Regions from separate parts of the Zea mays genome. Here region 1 is linked to region 2. A link is a contact called in public Hi-C data. All regions are on one chromosome and are shown on one strand. Each heading gives the region's core, a stretch centred on a gene start, on an enhancer-like site or on the middle of the called end of the contact. The rest is flanking DNA. Distances are from core to core; before and after follow the strand shown.

What was found. Hi-C and Micro-C count contacts between places; a contact is called where the count stands out from the background.
Region 1: a contact with region 2 is called in a Hi-C map of endosperm, with 5 times the contacts expected there. The contact joins the enhancer-like site here to the promoter of LOC100275070 in region 2. A contact is called at or near these places in 3 of 25 Hi-C or Micro-C datasets (ear, endosperm and tassel).

What each region holds. Positions count from the first base shown.
Region 1 is chr4:143,172,100-143,174,799 of Zm-B73-REFERENCE-NAM-5.0, forward strand. No RefSeq gene overlaps it. Among protein-coding and RNA genes, the nearest start is that of LOC100275070, 84 kb to the left of the region's middle. Within about 2 kb of position 1,317, at least 20 of the 20 cell types and tissues checked have an H3K27ac peak or open chromatin away from gene starts, as enhancers often do. A contact at or near this core is called in ear, endosperm and tassel, where this site is marked.
Region 2 is chr4:143,088,218-143,090,917 of Zm-B73-REFERENCE-NAM-5.0, forward strand. LOC100275070 (Adenine phosphoribosyltransferase 2) reads left to right here and starts at 1,428. Exons shown (of 6, transcript NM_001317853.1): 1 at 1,428-1,631; 2 at 1,835-1,945; 3 at 2,607-2,699. The coding sequence starts at 1,457.

The DNA of each region.
Region 1 (2,700 bases), core at 67-2,566, 84 kb after region 2:
GCCGATTGAAAAGTGCACCCTTACTGTTTGTGTTACCTTGAATTTACCGCTGTTGTTAAACCATTGAATGTGATAAGTATGTGGATGCCCTCGTGTGGTCAAGCCAAGCTTCTTAACCACCTCAACGTTCACCAAGTTGCTGCAGCTACCACCGCCAATGATGGTATGTACACGGTAGTCCTTGACATTGAGGAACATATTGAAGAGGTTGTGGTGGAGTCTGTTGTCATCGTCGCCTACCGTGGAGCTCGAAGCCCGCTGCACAATCAAGGCCTTATAGGTCTCTATCGCTGTTGTGCCAAGAACCTCTTCATTACCATCATCAGTCCCTACAATGTTAGCTCCAATAGTATCTTTATCTTTAACATCAGAAGCACTAACATACCCACCGTCAGCAGTAGCAATGTATGCTCGTTTGCTGGGGCAATCTCGATGCATATGGTCAAGTCCCTGGGAGCGGTGGCACTTGATGTTGATGGAGCGACCTGTGGAAGAGTTGGTCGCAGTAGGTTATGTTGTAACACTCGAAGGCACCAAGGACTTATTGTTGTCGTATCCTTGTGATGCCAAAGGTACGGTGCTGCGCATGTCGCTGTGTAACACCCAAAATCTTATTTTGGTGATTTAAAGAATTCTCCAAAAGTTTTGAGGCGAAATGACTTCTAATAATGATTTTATTCCTTTGTAAAGTATACGGAATGAATAATTACAATAGGATATTGGTATTCAAAACTTAGACCCAAAACTTTAAAAACTAAAACTTGGCAAAACAAAAAAGACTTTTAATATATTTGTCTTTCCTTTTATAACTATATTATTAACGCACCCTTTAAAAATGTTTATATATTTGAACCAAAATCATCCATGATAAAGATTATAAAATTAAGTTTTTCCTAAACTAAACAAATAAAAAATATTGGAATTATGTATAACTATTTAAATGACTACACTTTCAAATACAACTTTTCTTTTAAATATGTGTGTTGCATATTTGGAGTATTTGCATAAATAAAACAACAAATAAATAGCAATAAAATTATGCTTGCATAACATGCTGGATTGTTTGCTATCGCATTTGGATGCAAATCCTAAATTTGAATCCTATGTGAATATAGAAATTTCCAAATAAAATTCGAATGGAATAGAAAATGAAAATAGAAATTAGGAGAATATAAAAAGGGAAACTTACCTTCTCGTGCCGAACTCCACCCCCCCCCCCCCCCCCCCCCCCCCCCCCCCCCCCATTCCTAGCCCAGCCGTTTCCTTGCCCCAGTCGGCCCATCTTCCCATCCGGCCCACTCTCGGATCCCCTCCCGTGTGGCTCGCGCGCCGGCCCAATTCCAGGGTTTTCGGTCGGCCTGCTCATGTGCGTCGCTGACATGTGGGACCGGATTGTCAGGATCGCCTTCCTCCCCGCGCGGACTCAAATGGATCTGGCCGGCGCTCTCGTGTCTCGAGAGCTTTGGGCACTTGTTTGGATTCGCCCTGGAAGTTGTTGGGATATGATTTCTTGTGACTATATGTATCTCAGAGCTTCCCCTCGTCCTATCAAACCAAAACCCTCCAGAAAACCCTGTAGCAGAGAGAGGGCGACGGGTGTAGAGTGCCGTAGCGAGAGATCTTCGTCGCGCCGTTCGGGCTTCTCAGGGCAGTCAGGGATATGCATGAGCTTGTGTGGAGGCTTTGCGTGCCCTCAATTCGTCGAGAGAAGCTTCAAACCCATGGGAATTTCTCACCGTGGATCTACCGCCGCCGTAAATTTAGGCCTAGCGTGGTCGGGTGGCTCCACGCCCTCAACTCCAATAAGAATCCATCTCCTGTACTCGCCATCTTCCGTAGTGCGCATGGGTGTTTATGGGTAGGGCGATCTGTGCCAGTTTTACCGACCTCCGGCGAGGGGCGCCACCGTGGGCGCTGGTCAGCGTCGTGGGCTGGGTGCGAAGCTTCCATGGGGAAGAAGACCAAGGACCGTTGGATCCTTAATGAAGGGCAGAGATTCGATTACCTGGATAACGTTACAGTAGAGAAATTGAGCCGTAGGATGTAGAGTGTACGGCTGTGATCGGATCCTTGGCTAACCCGTGTGAGATTGGATCCGGACCCTCGATCTAGATCGGACTATTAAGAATCATTCATGGTACTTTATGATCTGGGTCATGGATCTCTGATCCAACGGCTATGTCTCTATACCGGTTCGCCGTGGGATGGGGGTAATCTAGGCCGTTAGGCTAAGATCCGATGGATGAAATCCGAGGATACCCCTTCAGCGTGCATATTTTCTTTAAGAGCCCCTGCGTTTTCTATGAATTGATCCATTGTCCAGCCCTATGCAAAGTTAATTACGGTTGGGTCCGAATCTTCTAATATTAGCCCCTGGGTTTCCTCAAAATCTCATCTGCAGTCCAAACAGAGCTCAAGCTTATTAGAATTACTTAGGAAATGATTTTTTATTTCTAAACCTTCATAACACCATAACTTAATTATTCTAACTCCAAATTGAGCCATTCCAGTTGCAATAAACTCATAATAATATTGTTTATTATTTAGTAACATTATTTATTTTTATGTCACAAGTAGTAAAATCATACACTCATCTTGTTTTATGACTAACACCTAAATATTCAGAAAGCATAACCCTTAAACTGTAACTCCGAATTTAGTGGTTCTCGAACCTAGGATCTAGTTACGACACGTAGAACA
Region 2 (2,700 bases), core at 178-2,677:
AGCAGGTAGGCTGATCTCCCACTCCACCCGGCCCTGCCGCTGCGAGTTCCGACGGGGCGCGGTGGCGGGGTACTACCCACAAGCGAAATCCGGTGCGGTCCGGTAGCTACTGGCTAGGCCAGCCCAAGTGGAGGTGCGTGGAGCAGCGGCAGCGCCTACTGCATGGCTCTTGACGACTAAGTATGTCTTCAATCATCTCCTCTAAATTTCTCTCCCTATACCTCACTTTCCCGCCACGTCAGCTATCTCTCTTCCCCTATATCTCCACCCTGTACAGCGGTTCCCCCTAAATCATTCCCCTATACCCCACTATAATCATAAAATATCATTTTTCATACATATTCACCATCTATTATCATTTTTCCCAACTAAAAAACACTGCCGCACACGTAAACCGAGGGCAGAGGGCTCACTGTCGCACCCCCACATCTGTTTGTTTCCTGTAGCCTCCACTTAAATTGTAGCGTGTAGAGGAGTTCAAAGGGGGCACCGTCGTAGGGATTTGAACCCCCTAAGGGCATGTTCGTTTACAAGGGATTGAATCCCCAAGTGGATCTAATTCATGGAGGGATTAAGTGGATCCCTCCCTTTCACTTAATCCTCTTGGGGGTTTAATCCCTCTATGTTTAATCCCTGCCTCAAAAAGTTTATTCGGTTAATGTCGCACCTATACACCGTCGTTGCCGCCTACTCTTTACGACTTATGTCGCGCGGGTGCCGTTCCACCCCTAAGAGACCGGGCGCTGTTCTAGACCAGGGGCAATAAAAAAATCATGAACTCGACCGGGCACAGTTCTAGGACGGGGGACAAAAGGGACTTAACCGAGCGCCTTTCTTTTTTGGACCAGGATTGTTTCCAGGAGGTGGTATTCCATGGGATTAGGCCGTGATCCCGGCCGAGGAGGGCCTAAGCTAATAGGCCCTAAACGGCTAAGGGGTAGGGGAGGGGGAGAGGGAGGTCGATGGGAACCGTTGAAAGCAGTCTAACGCACCCCGTTTTCTTTCCCTTTCCTCTCTGAAAACGGCTAGGCGCTGCCCGTCAAAATACTGGGTCTAGTCTAGGGCGCGAAGCTTTTCACCAAAAGAGGAAGAGGAATACCCACCATCACTCACTCACATTGTCACGTACTGTGTCTACGACTGTGCAAGTATAGTGTCACACATTGAGACACACTGAGAGAGAGAGATGGTGTGCCTATGCACGTATAGTGTCTTACTAGTAGGCTCTATATATGCGTGGTGTGGGCTGCCGTGCCGTACCATCACTGCTCTCCTGCCCTCCTCTTTATAAACAGCGCGCAACGAGGGAGCCCCGGCACTTGCTTCAATACTAGCTCGCTCACCACTCACCAGTCACCAGTCTAGCAAGCAACAACAAAGGCGTAGGAGGAAGCTTGTTTTGGACCGAGCAAGCGAGCCAGCCGAGCGTGGGAGAGAGAGAAAGAGGAATTAATTGATGGGCGAGGAGGCCAGCTGCGACGCCGTCAGCCTGACGGAGGCCGGCACCAACGCCAAGCCGGTGGGCAAGGAGGTCGGCCGCGAGCCGGCTGCAGCCCCCGCCGCCGCGGCCGACCCCCGGCTGCAGGGCATTTCCGACGCCATCCGCGTCGTGCCGCACTTCCCCAAGCAAGGTGCGTGCATGCCCTTGCCCTTGGCCTCCTCGTGTTCATTCTTTCATTCCTCTCCAATCTCCATCCACGCGCTGCTCTCCGATTGATCACGCCGCCGCTTGCCAGTAACGCTGACCGTTCTTTTTTTTTTCTGCTTCGCGCGCTCTTGTGTATGTGTGTGTGTGCATGCATCATGCGTGCGCCGTTGGGGGGCTTGCGGTCAGGCATCATGTTCAACGACATCACCACGCTGCTGCTGCGCCCCAGGGTGTTCAAGGACGCCGTCGACCTGTTCGTCGAGCGGTACCGCGGGATGGGCATCGACGCCGTCGCCGGTAAGCAGCAGAACCCGACGGACACCTCCCCTAGTATCGTCCCGCCCACCTCTCTCTGCCGAGTGCCGACTGCCGAGTGCCGAGTAGGCAGCCTTGCGGTGACTGGAGCGGCACGTCGCTGTCGTCCCGGCCGTGCGCGTGCAGCCGCGGGGGGAGCTGACTAGCTGAGCTGTGGGCAGAGTTCTGAGATTCCGTAAAATCTCTGAGATCACCCTGGTCCTTTTGCTCCCCCGGGCTTTTGTCGTCGCGCGCGCCCGCACCTGCCCCGGGTCCGTTGGCACATGACTGACCTGGGCCGACGCGACTTTCCAGGCTTTTCCGCCTCGTCCGGTACGTGGCCCCCCTTGGGACCGCGTGATCGGACGGTTGCGTGCGGCCGGCGCACGGGATCGGGCGGTCCGGGGACGCCGGCGGTACACACCCGTCGTCGGTTTCCGCGGGTGGCGCGCCCTGATGTCACGCGGCTCCGCTGTCGCTGTCGCTGTAACTGTTTCCGAGATTTTGCTCTGCGGCTCGCTGGATCCTCTGTCCGCTTCCGTTCCGCGGGCCGTGTTCCCGAATTTCCATTTTTTTTATTTTTCTTTACAAGCGGGACGTACAAATCGAGCGATTTGCGCTGGCTCTGATAAATTGTTGGGTTCACTTGGACATTCCTGTCCAGGGATTGAGGCCAGGGGCTTCGTGTTCGGCCCGGCGATCGCGCTGGCTATTGGCGCTAAGTTCATACCTCTGCGCAAGCCAAGGAAGCTCCCAGG